Regions from separate parts of the Rattus norvegicus genome. Here region 2 is linked to region 1. A link is a contact called in public Hi-C data. All regions are on one chromosome and are shown on one strand. The core of a region is the stretch at or near the end of the contact, and the rest is flanking DNA. Distances in the headings are between cores, read along the strand shown.

What was found. A called contact is a pair of places that touch in the nucleus more often than the background predicts.
Region 2: a contact with region 1 is called in a Hi-C map of frontal cortex, with 3 times the contacts expected there. The contact joins the promoter of Basp1 here to the enhancer-like site in region 1. A contact is called at or near these places in 3 of 12 Hi-C or Micro-C datasets (frontal cortex, kidney and mammary epithelial cells).

Annotation. Positions count from the first base shown.
Region 1 is chr2:77,426,827-77,433,568 of GRCr8, reverse strand. No RefSeq gene overlaps it. Among named protein-coding and RNA genes, the nearest start is that of Basp1, 160 kb to the left of the region's middle. Within about 2 kb of position 4,293, at least 35 of the 93 cell types and tissues checked have an H3K27ac peak or open chromatin away from gene starts, as enhancers often do.
Region 2 is chr2:77,590,989-77,597,730 of GRCr8, reverse strand. It overlaps Basp1 (brain abundant, membrane attached signal protein 1), which reads left to right and starts at 3,434. Exons shown (of 2, transcript NM_022300.2): 1 at 3,434-3,637.

The DNA.
Region 1 (6,742 bases), core at 3,044-5,543:
CTCGAGGGGACTTTTATTATTATTATTTTTAATGTATGATGTCACTGTGACCTTAATCATTGCTGATTTGGGGATTTAATTTCTGACTGGCCTCTAACAATTGAGTCATATCCTTTCACTTTCCTCCCTTAGTCAGGAGTGACACAAATTGAGTTTCCCTTTCTGACAAAATGGCATTACTTCCTGGAGTAGAGGACATATAGCTGTTCTTTCTTTGCAGTTGAGTGTATTTGCCATCTAAGTCAAGCCTATGTGATTCCCCAACCTCCTGAGCTTGTCCACATGTGCTCAGCCCAATGCACCTCACCCTTCTGGACCATCTCTGGTCCAGGAGGTGAGGCTGTGGATACAGCTCTATCTGGCTCCTAATGGCCTTCGGTAAGAGCCTCTTAATTCATTTTGAGATCAGAATATGCTTAGTTCCCCTGAAGAAATTTATTAAGTTTAAGTATGCAGAATGAGATAGAAACACATGGTAGTTGCATCGAGTAAAGGAAGTAAAGAGATTTTAGCATTGATTCTTTCAAAGGCATTGTTACATGCTAGCACTTCTCTTCTTATACATGTGTGGTACTATCCTAGAGAAGTACAGCTGAGAGAGTACGCTTGAGTGTCCCTAGGAAGGTTAATTCAGATGTGATCACAGCCAACTCTCTGCAGGAAGGTAGTTTGCATAATTAAGTAGTCAAGTTGAACCTCATCGTTTCTGTGTATTTTTCACCAGACTGGTCCAACACACTTTTGGCAACTTGAGGTTTTAGTAGGTGAAATGCAGGAAGAAATAGAGAAGGGTGAGGTGCATTGGGCTGAGCACATGTATTAAGGGGGAGGCCTGTGCACATGACTGCTTAATTGAGGGTTACCAAAAAGGACACAGGATGGAGCTTTCAGGTTCTACAGCGCAGATTCCGATGAAGCACTCCTTATGTTCATACTAGGCTTTTCATTTGAAAGCAAACATTCTTTTTTTTTCCTGTTTAATCAACTTTATTTCTATTGTTCTTTTCTTTTATTGGATTTTTAAAATTTATGTTTCAAATGTTATCCCCTTCCCCAGTTTTCCCTCTAGAAACTCACTATCACATCCTGCTCCAATGAGGGTGCTCCCCTACCCACCGACTCCATCCTGCTTCCCTGACCTGACATTCCCCTATACTGGGACAACAAGCTTTCACAGGACCAAGGGCTTCTCCTTCCATTGATGCTTGACAAGACCATCCTCTGCTAATTAGGCTGATGAAGCCATAGGCCCATCCCTGTGTTCTGTTTGGATAGTGGTTTAGTCCAGAGCTCTGGGGTTCTGGTTGGTTGATATTGTTGCTCTTCCTATGGGGTTGCAAACCCTTCAGCTCCTTCAGTCTTTTCTCTAGTACCTCCACTGGGGACCCTGTTCTCATTTCAATGGTTGGCTGTGAGCATCTGCCTCTGTATTTGACAGGTTCTGTCAGAGCCTCTCAGGAGACAGCTGTATCAAGCTCCTGTCAGCATGCACTTCTTGGCATCTGCAATATTGTCTGGGTTTGGTGGCTGCATATGAGATAGATACCCAGGTGGAGCAGTCTCTGGATGGCCTTTCCTTCAGCTCCAAACTCTGTCTCTGTATTTCCTCCTATGAGTATTTTTGTTTCCCCTTCTAAGAAGGACTGAAGCATCCACACTTTGGTCTTCATTCCTCTTGAGCTTCATGTGGTTTGTGACTAGTATCTTGGGTATTCCAAGCTTTTGGGCTAATATATGCTTATCAGTGAATGCATACCATGTGTGTTCTTTTGCGATTGGGTTTCCTCACTCAGGGTGATATATTCTAGTTCCATCCATTTGCCTAAGAATTTCATGAAGTCATTGTTTTTAATAGCTAAGTAGTATTCCATTATGTAAATGTATCACATTTTTTGTATCCATTCCTCTGTTGAAGGACATCTGAGTTCTTTCCAGCTTTTGACTATTAAAAATAAGGCTGCTATGAACATGAACATAATGGAGTATGTGTCCTAGTTATATGCTGGAGCATTTTTGGGTATGTGCCCAGGGGTAATATAGCTGGGTCCTCAGGTAGTACTATGTCCAGTTTTCTGAGGAACCTCCAGACTATTTCCAGAGTGGTTGTACCAGTCTGCAATCCCACCAGCAATGGAGGAGTGTTCCTCTTTCTCCATATCCTCACCAGCATCTGCTGTCATCTGAGTTTTTGATCTTAGCCATTCTGACTGGTGTGAGGTGGAATCTCAGGGTTGTTTTGACCTGCATTTTCCTGATGACTAAGAATGTCGAACATTTCCTTAGGTGCTTCTCAGCCATTGGATTCTCCTCAGCTGAGAATTCTCTGTTTAGCTCTGTACTCCAAGTAGATCAGTGGAATAGAATTGACGAGCCAGAAGTGAACCCACATACCTATGGTCACTTGTTCTTTGACAAAGGAGCTAAAACCAACTAATGGAAAAACAGCATTTTCAACAAATGGTGCTGGTTCAACTGGCAGTGAGCATGTAGAAGAATGCAAATCTATCCATTGTTATTGCCTTGTACAAAACTCAAGTCCAAGTGAATCAAGGACCTCCACATCAAACCAGATACACTGAAACTAATAGAAGAGAAAATGGGCAAGAGCCTTGAAAGGGGGAAAATTTCCTAAAGAGAACACCAATGGCTTATGCTGTAAGATCAAGAATCGACAAATAGGACCTCATAAAACTGCAAAGGTTCTGTAAGGCAAAGGACACTGTCATTAGGACAAAATGGCAACCAACAGATTGGGAAAGGATCTTTATCAATCCTACATCCTACAGAGGGCTAATATCCAATATATATAAAGAACTCAAGAAGTTAGACTCCAGAGAATCAAATAACTCTAACATTCTTAATTGTCCCCAGAAATGCTGATTTCATCTCATTAATATTATTGTATTTTTAAGTGACATTCTGCAGTTCTCCCACTGTGAGCCTGGCAGTTGTTGCCCTGTAGCAGTTAGAGAGCGGCATTAAAGCTGCTCTCCCATCCTTAGCAAACTTCCAAGCCTTAAGTTGAGAGTAGATGAGGAAACACAAAAGGAATGCCAAGAGAACATAAACCAGATTGAGGAAAAAAAAAATCCCAAATGAAAGCAAGAGCAAGTAAATACTGGCAATCTAAACACCTCAAAGTCGGGCAAGTGCCACTTCTCAGGTCAAAAACAATGGTACCAGCCAGATCCAGCCTGGGAGCAGAGGCCCCAGGAGTACACAGAAAGCAGCTCTGAGGAGAGGAAAGAATCAGCATAAAGTAAGTCAAAACACAACAGACAAGGCCCAGTCCCTGAAGCCCAGCACTGGAGTACTGACTGAACACCTGCAAATTATGACTGATGCAGACGGCTCATGACTGTCACGTGGTGAGGAGGAGTTCCTGCTGGGTCTAGGTTAAAAAAAAAATTGAAATGCTTCGAGCGTGTGGACGTCTGGGACTCTGCATATTTTGGCTTATATTATTTCAATGTGAGAAGCAGTGTACAGAATTATGGTTATTAGCCAGTAAGAAGCATCAGAATTATGTCCACATACGTCACTAAATGGAACGGGAGGTTACAACACGTGGAGGTTTCAGATGAAGTCAGGGATGAAAGAGTTAAACCCAGGGATCTGAGAAAGGAGCATCTGTAGGAGAATTGGTTCACTGGTTTAGAGCTTGTATTAGACTTCATAGTTGAGATGAAAAGGCTGCATTTGTTTTATAGAGGAATGAGCCATTACCTTGGAGTGATCGCCTATTGAACACGAGGATTAAAAATAAGTGTGACCTAAACTGCATTCAAATTCATACACTCACATTGTTCACATATCGCACTTATATGACAGTTCACGCTCACACACACACACACACACACACACACCTCTCACACATATACCCCATGTGCATTTATAAACCCAACCCACAGGTACACACATACACACACACACACACACACATACACACACACACACACACACACACACACACACACACACACGGAAGAAACAGGAGAAACAGACTAGGGTAGGAGAGCTTTATTTGTGTGTGTGTGTGTGTGTGTGTGTGTGTGTGTGTGTGTGTGCGTGTGCTCATAATATAGGCAATTGAATGAGGGCCTTGCACAAGCTACTGCTGGGCTACATCATCACCCCTTACTCTTACCTCACTTATCTATTTATAGGAAGAGCTGTGAAAAGATCTGGCTACTCTTCCTGTTTCGACATTTCTAAGCAGAAAGTCTACCCAGAAGGCAGAAGTGCAGCAAGAGAAAAGACAGTTTGCAGACTGCTTTTTTTTTTCTCAGCTGAAAGCAGGCTTCAAGACAGCTATTTTATCTGATCTGTGTCACCGAGTGACTCATCCTCTCCCTCTGCTGCAAGTCGCCCTTAAGCACATATTTCTAGGGCTTTCTGTGCTCATGCATTATTGACAAGTAATCCCTTGCTCCATTCCCACGAGGTGTTGCTTGAAGTCTGTAGTGAGCTGGTACTTCATCAAGGGAACCTCAGGGGTAGGAGGGCGGAAGCTGGCTTGTTCGTCGCACCAGCTGGCCGATCAGCTGCTTCCTACCTGCTTTTATACTAATAGTCACTGACAAGGCTTGGTAGGCCAAGAAGCCTGGGTTCTGTGACACGGCAGCTCTGACCTCCACCCCTGAAGGAGAAATTCCTGACACCTAGGAATTGAAGGGGGAGGAAGGTCATTTAGAAGGGAAGAATGCCCTTGCTCTGAGACTGGGTGGAAATCACCCTGGAGACTCGTGGCATCCTTTATTTGCCTTCCTACTTTGAAAAGACAGGGTTCCAAGGCACATCCATGCCTGGGATGGCCCACAAGGTGAAGTGACAGGCAAACATTGACACAGTGAGCATGTAAAGGAAAAAGAAGTCAGTGCCTTGACTTTGAGGGAACATTTTGTTTGCTTCTTCACATTTGTTTACTTGCTTGTGTGAGCTTTTACAACTTAACCCTAGGAAGAATGGTGAAAGCAATTCTGATGGCACCAGCTGCCCAGTGGGCTTCAGGCGCTAAGGGAGGAGACATTTGGTGAGAATGTAGATAATTCTGTCAGAATGTTTTGTAGATTTTGCAATAAGTTGTAGAAGAAGAAAAACGAGATTTTTTTTCTACTGTATTCCTGAAATAGTTAAGGTAGGCCAAAGGTAGATGCAGTTTTGAAAGCATCTTCTCACTTTGAGCAGTGCGGAGTGAGGACATGTAAGAATTGTCTGCTGTGTCCTGGGCCTTTGGACCTGGGTGAGAGGAAAAGCAAAGGCCCCCTTTGTAACTGAGAAAAATTTAGAGATTTGGGCCACGATGGGCCCTTGGGATCATCTGCACCACAGGATTCTTCTTGACGAGGAATGAGAGTTTTCCAGGTCCCTGAGTCAGGATCACCTGCTTCAGTGAGTCATAGGGGTCAGAGGTCATGGCTCAAGTAGTAATTGTTGAAGACAGGAACACAGCAGCCAAGAGGTCTCAGAGGCCAGGCATGGAAGTTTTTGGAGGGGCTAAGTGGAGACTCAGACCAGGAGTCATGCTATTCAAAGAATTATTCCTTGTAAATTAAAAAAAAAAAAGCCTAGAGCTGAAAAGCCCCCAGTCCAGTGGTTCTGATCCTGTGTTCTGACCCCTTGGGGTGGTCAAATGACCCTTTCATAGGGATCACAATGTCAGGTGTCCTTCATTATGTAAAATATTTATAAATAAATTAGATGTTCACATATGATTCATAGCAGCAGCAAAATTACAGTTATGAAGTAACAATGAAAATTTTATGGAAGGGGGCCACCACAGCGTGAACTACAGGTTCCCAGCATTACGAAGGTTGAGAACTGCTGTTCTAGCCAGTCAAAAGGAGCCAGGACTCACAAGTGACTTAGATTCATTTGACTTGGAAACACAAGCAAACACGATTTGAATTGATAAATTTGTGTGTTAAAGGATGAAACTGAGCAGAGATTATAGTTCAGTGGTTGCCCGACACTCACGGAGCCCTGGATAGGACCCTGGGACTGCATAAATCTGACGTTATAATAACCATCTGTAATCCTAGACCTTGGGAGGCAGACAAAAGAGGATCAGAAGTTTAGGATCACCCTCAGCAATACACTGAGTTCAAGGCCAACCTGGGGCACATGAAAGTGTCTCTAAAAATGGTCATCAGTCTTCTAATTCTATAACTGGAGAATCTCTAGCAGCATAGATCAAAGCCCACAGCTGCAACCGGTCAGGCATCTTCTGCATTTCACTCTGTGCGTGCAGTCAGGCCTTCTAACTTATTCTCTTCATGGAACTTCTGATTCACCTCTGGGTTGTAGCTGCTTAATTCATGAGTTGCTAGTTGCTCACGTGATCTCTTTCACATAATATTATATCTCAATTTATATTTATCTGTCAGAGTCGACGTCAAACAGAAGGTTTGCACTAGGCATTCCAAGGCCATTTAGGAAGGAATTTCTCGTTTTATCTTTAGGGTTAGGACCAGGAGAATGTCATTTCCCCCATGGGCTAAGGTGGATGCTCAGCCTAGCAGACCTGCCCCGCCGCTGTCATCCTCACTCACCAGGCCACTCAGGGCTCTTCTTGGAAACACCTCAGACTGCCATCTGTGTAGCACCTTTCTCAACATTTTCTTGGGCCATGCTTACAAAGAACAGAGAAGACCAAGCTTCTTCCCTTTACCAAAGTATTACATCTCAAACTTTGTATATTAGCGTTAAACAAGAGTACTTTTGGGGAAGGGGAGGGCCTCAG
Region 2 (6,742 bases), core at 2,185-4,684, 170 kb before region 1:
ATTTTTTTTTATACTAGTAGAGTGGGATATACTTTTAAAATGAGTCTCTGGGGGTTTGGGTCACCCCAGTGATGTGAACGGGGATAATCCAAAGAATACTTCAATGGAAGCTGGCTGGACCCACACTGCAGTCACTGTGGTTCCTCTCTGTTCATATTGTTTTACTGGGTGAACTGAGGGGAACGGATGCTCCGCCTTGGTGGGAGAGGTACAGCAAGGGCTCAGAGGTAAGGCAGGAAGGTGAGACTAGCTTTTTCTATACAACTCAGTGCCAGCAAAGGTGGTTCAACCAGCAGAGGCACAGGGATAAATCGGAATGCCATCTTTTTAGGGACAGAGGCCCTTATGTTGCAGACAGTTTTGTGGCAAATCACTTAGCAAAAAGAAGCACACATGGAGTGATTTGTGTCTTTGATGAAAACCTTTATAATGTAAGTTAGGGTTTTATTCGGACAAGTTCTAGAGGCAGTAAAAATGGCAGTCTGAGGCAGTACAGAACCTGTATAGTCTGCCTTGCTTTTTTCTTCTTCTTCTTTTTAAATGTTCAGTCTTTTGGAAAGGAAAACATTTTTCATGGTGGTAATGATGAAAGTTAAGCAAATTTACTGGGATTCATATACTTAACCCTTTAAGCTCCTAAATTCACGAGTTTGTGCACCGGACAGTGCAGCGAATTTTCTAAAACTCAAAGCTTCAAACTGCTTCATCCCTGATTCCCCGAGTGCGTGTTTTAGAGATGTTTTGGAGAGAATATGAGAGGACTGATTGGAGAAGAACCCCTCCCCTCCCACTGCTCTCGGTGTCTCTATTGAATCTCCTCTGTGTAGGAGTACGTGCACACACCTGTGTGACCCTGTGGATTGAAGCTAGGGCCTCCAGCATCCAAGGTAAGAGCTCCACAGCGGAGCTCCACCCTTGTCTCGTGCCCCTTTTCTTTCGTTTATAATCGTTTATTAAGAAGGGGGAAGACAACTAAATCTAATCAGAGACCATGACAAAGAGAGAGAGAGAGAGAGAGAGAGAGAGAGAGAGAGAGAGAGAGAGAGACTTGCAATTTCTGTTCCTCCATATAAGCTTTGGCCTCCAGTTTCCATGGTAACCAGTGATCTGTATCCCAGTCACACCTTTGAAAGGCTTGTTTTTCTCTCTCCATCCTAAAAACTTAGCCAGCAGCACCAAAGCAACTGAACGATAACTGTTATCTGTTATTTAAAAAATAAATAAGCATGAGGATACACAGAAGAAGATAATATCTATGGGCTTATTTTGAAAATACAGTAGAAATTTCCATTAATTTTAAGATGATCACTGGGATAAAAAACAACTGAATCCTAAATGAATGATGCCACACTGTGTAATACCCACCCACCCACCCTACTCACCCCACACACTACTACTTAGCTCCTTTAGTAAGCAGTAAATACCATAAATACCATAAATTATACATATTCACCTAGCTAACCTTTTTTTTTTTTTTTTTTTGCCTCTGGAGGATATTTGGCCATACCTGGAAACATTTTTGGTTGTCATAATTGGTGCTGGCGTGGAAACCATAGCACCCCAAATAGCTTCATGGATAGGTGGTATACTGACATAAGAGAATGAAACCCTCCAATGACCAGTCGAACCACAGCTAATTCGTGATTCGATTTCTTGTTCTTGTATTGTTTGATTTCTTAATCACTTTAAGCAGTGGGAAGATGGGAGGCTGAGAGAAGGTTGAAAGGAATATCAATCAATTAGTTTACCTATCTATCTAGAGAGAAAGGGGGAGGAGGGATGGAAGAAGGGGTTGGGGATGGGGAAGAGAGGGAGAAAGAAAGAAGAGGAAGAGGGAGATGGAGAAGGAGAGGAAGAGAAGGAGAGGACGAAGAAAGAAGAAAGGAGGAGAAGAAAGAAGAGGAGGAAGATGAGGAGGAAGCAGCAGCCACCACAAAACATTTTCACCTTTTCTTCATCACTTTTTGATTTAAGATGTGGCAGTTCCTTTTCCACTCTTATTAAAGTTCTATTATTTATTTTTCTGTTAAAGGAAAGTGACCCCCCCCCCCCCCAGCACTTACCTGGAATTCGTTTCCCCAAATGTTGTTGGGTTTTGTCATCCTGGAGGGCAAGCTTGTCTCAAATCTGTGCTTCACTCATGAGGGTAAATCCAACCAAGAAGGGAACATACATTTCCACCCCCCCACCCCCCCATTTCTTTCAGTATGAAGCAGAACAACCAAGCAATCCTGATACAGCCAGAGGGCGCCAAAGTGCCGCGAACGGAACTTCCAGGGCTCAATGGGTTTGCGGGATGGTAAAATTGGCTTTTGTCTGAAGAAAAGAGATGTGGTTCTAAAAGACGTCACCATGTGTTAGCTTCACAATTTAAATTTTTATTTTGCATTTTATTTTTGCCAACAGGTAAACATGGCGAGCATATCTCCTAACCCTGATGGCTATTGTGTGTCGCGGTGCTACCCAAAGTGCTCACCGACCAGAACACGAGGACTTAGCGCGGATGGCCACAGCCTGGCAGGGCGCGATTCTGAGTGGTATCTTAAGCAGCCCGAGAGCTGGTGACTTCCATGAAAGCACAGGCACAAAAAAGTCGAAGCCCATTTTCCTAGGGTGCATTTCTTCCTTTCTTTCTCTCCGAAGTCGGGAGAACGTCCCCTGAGAGGCGGTGCCGCCTCCAGACCCGGACCTGGGCTCTGGGCGGTGGCGCCTTGCAAACTGCAGCCTCCTGGTGGGCCCCGAGGGCGAGCATCTGCCGAAGGCATCCCAGATGCTTGCCTTGGGGGACACCCTAAAGCCAGCGGATATCTATCTTGATGGTTTCAAGAGAGGCGTCGCGTCTATTCCAGTCTCACTGCCTACGTGATAGCAGAATCTCAGCCTGTCGTCTGGAGCGGGCTGGATTGAGGGGCAGAGAAAGCTGGCTGCGGCGAGGGAATAGTTCACCAGCCCCTTAAGTCTGAGCGAGAGCACGAGCTAATTATTCAATGCTTTCAAATAAAATGTGTGCGAGACAGAGAGAGGAGAGAAATCCACAGACAGTCCCGCCGCGAGTGGGGGAATGGAGGGGCGTGCAAGGAGGCAATAGGAGGGGGGACTGACAGAAACTGTTGGGGAGGCGGGTAAGGCACAGGGCTGTAGGGGAGGGATCTGAATGAGGATAGCAGAGGGTGGGGGTGACTGTGCGGGTGTGGTGACGGGGGCGCTGGATCACGGGGCGTCTCGGGGCGCAGTGGCTGCTGGAGGAGAGAAGTTGGGGACCCCCCGGGTGGCGGGGTGCGAACGGAGCGGGAGGGGTGCAGGCCGCGGGCTGGGAGAGGAGGGGCGGGCGCGAGGCGGGCGGGGTCGGCGAGCGGAGGAGCTGGGCGGGCGGACGCGCGGGGGGGGAGGGCGCTGGGCAGGAAGGGGAGGGGGAGCGATCGAGAAATGCAGAGGCTGCAGCGGCGGCGGCAGTAGCGGCAGCGGCGGCGGCGGCGGCGGCAGCGCTCCAACTCGCTCCACGCTCCGGGCTCCGCCGTCGAGCCGGGAGAGAGAGAGCCTTTGCTGAGCGGCCAGGCACTCGGCCGGACGACACCAGACACCCGGGCCCCTTGGAGGCACCGCGCTCACCCAGGGCCGGCACAGGCACCCAAAGCCGGTAAGGAGGCGCGCCGTGGGTCCCTCACGCCACCGCGGACTCAGGGCCACCGGTTCCCCAGGGCCCCGCCCCACCCTGAAGCCTAGGGTTCTCCAACGGTGCAGACTGGGTGCGGCCGGGTTTAGACACAGTGGGCGTGGGATTCCTCTAAGTGGGCTCTGTCGCATTTGGGGATCCATGGTGATGCTTTCCCCCAAGGTGGACAGCTTCGGAAGCCTTTCGTAGGGTGGGGAGCTTGCGGAGGGTGGCGGCGAGGCAGATGAACAGAGTTCGGGAGGGAGTGGGGCGGGAGGGTGGGAAGCGGCTGGTGACCGGGAAATACCGAATGCGAAATCTTTTTCAAGGCATCGAATCCCCTGGCCTGGGTTCTGTGGGCTAAACCCAGTCTTCTGTCAGCGGAACGGGCACAGCCACGGAGAAAGCGCTCCGTGTGAGGGGCGCAGTAGCAGAAGATGGAGGATGGGGGTGGGGTGGGGAGGGAGAAAGAAGACACGGAATCTGGTCTGATCGGAAGGGGCGGGGGTGGATTGGCCCTCAGGACTCCTGGATCTTGGTTTGGGGTAACCGAGGAACACGAGGTTCGGAAGACCGTGTGCACGCCCGGGGCAGATCAAAGCCCTAGCTCGGTCTGCGGCTGAACTGCCTTCCCACTAACCTGTGGACATCGCCAACATTTTATTTATTTATTTATTGAGCCTTGCGCTCAGAAAACGGGCCGCGCGCCTCCACCGCCGCCCCAGCCTGGGGGGGCTGGGGGTGGGGTGGGCTTGAACCTGACAGCCCGCGGTCCGAACCGGCACAACCCTTCTGCAAGACAAGATTTCTGTAGATTTTCCCCCCTGTATCTCAAACGCTACAACCCAACGTCTGGTTCCCGCTTCCCTACACCATTAAAAGAAAAATTTCAGAATCCCTGGATCCGATGGCACACAATGCGTGGCTGGGAACCGCATTCTTTTCATGAATATTCATCGAACGCTTGGCCCTGTTCCTAATCTGCTACCCCCACCCCCCACGCCGAGACGTTTCCGCCTTTAAGCGAGCTCGGTGGACAGCCTCTGCCCCAGAGATTTTCACTCTGTTGAAAGGAGCACAGCGCACATGGGTGCGATTTTTCAGTGTTTGGCATGGGAGTTGACACACCTCTGTCTTGGCCGAGACCACTGGCCACTTACGTGGCGGGCTAAAATAAAACACGGCTATCAAGGGGACTGCTATTGGGGTGTGGATTAACCTCCGCCCCTGGGAATATAGCAAGGGCCCGCAGACCTCCAGTATTGCAGGCAAAATGAATGAATCGGGACTGTAATTACCTATTCCTTTGTCTTGGCCTCGCGCATGCGCCGGAGAGTAGGGTGTGGAGGGCCAGGCAGCCCCATCATCCATCCACCCACTCCCCTCCCGAGCCTAGGAACAAAGGCGTTTGCCCTAAATGTTTCATGAAACCCTTGGACACAAATGACCACCCCTCCCATCACCCCCTCCCTACTCCCTTCCCCGCGAGGCTCGGTCTCGGTCTTGTGTATGCTTCTTTTTCCCCCCTCAAGCTTTCACATCTCACCCATTTTTACGGATTGCAATTAGTCAAAAAAAAAAAAAAGGGAGGGGGAATTGTGAAATATATATATATATATATATATATATATATACATATACATGTATATGTGTATATATATATATGAATATGATGCACACTGCTGTTTTCCTTTCTAGAACTGTCCATTGTTCTTTCTGTTTGTAACGCACTGCAGGGATGGTGGTTTTCTTAGTCTGCACCAATTAGCTGTTTGCCTGACAGATCTTTATTGCGGGTCATTTGACCAAGGAACATTAGTCTCAGACCAGCGATGGTGTTGCCCCTGGTGATACCACCTGGGACAGATTAAGACATCTTGGCATTTAAATGAACAAGATGGCCTACAGAAGCCAGCGTGAGAAAATGGTTACCTTTCCAGCAGCCTAAGCCTTTCTGAATTCTCTTATTCCTACTTTATTGTTTCATTAAAGACTCCAAAAGGCAAACCTCGCTGAGGTGGGGGTAGGGGGGGGGAGGAAGAAGGCGCTAGCATTGCTGGGAAGAAGATGGCGAAGCACCAAGTTCATAATACCCCCTTCCCCCATTTAACAGGAGCCATGATAGTCCTTTGATGGCAGATTTTCTTTCAAATGATGTATTTCTCAGCGTATGGCTCCTCAGAATTTTTTTGGTGCTGGTTTACTTCTGCTATTCTAAACAGGGCTTACTATATGTGTCGGGAGCTAATGCCCTATTTCTGCAATGGTGGATTGTGTTTGAAAGGCTTTCATGCCACAGGATTTCTAGTAGGTCCTGGTGGAATAACACGTGGCAGAAAACGTCAATCTTCCCTTTTGTTCCTTAAAAAACAGAAAATACCCTCAATATTGACCACAGTCACTATGCCACAGCTTATAATTGGTAGGGTGAGTGTCTGGCTGCTTCTTAGGTGGCAAAGGTTCTATTCTTCTGATACTTAGCAATTAATTTCATGTATTGAGAGTCATGTATTATATTCTGTCTGAATTATGCATTGAGTAGTATAATTTAGAGGGTTATAGTATGTTAATGAAGTCTTTTTTCCCCCTAGGTAGTATTTTTGGAAGAGAGTGCTGGATATAGTCTAAAACCAATAGCTTTCAAGTCAGTGAGCTTTAAGATTTTTGAACAACATAATTTTAAAATCAATTAAAGATATTGTTACTTTCCCCCCCATTTAGTCAGCTTTCTTGCTACACATTAGCAGAAGGAGAGAGGGAGCTCTTTAAAATCCTGATATATTGCACCAGCATTTGACTACATTGATTATCTGGACATTTGTGGTCCTTAGCTGGCGTTTACGCTGTCTGTGGCTTATGAAATGGATCTCCCTCCATTCCCCTAACTTACATCTTCAGTGGCCGGGCCGTCAGCATCAGGCTCCCTGTGCTCCGAGGCCTCTTTGTAATCCTCCTGGAGTTTCCAGAACAAATCACATTATGGTTTTAAGTGTACTAATTATGTTTTCTTTATTTTTATTTCCCTTTAACTTCAAGCCATTTGTATTTCATGGTCAAGATAAATGGTGTATGAAATCAGAGAAAAAAAGC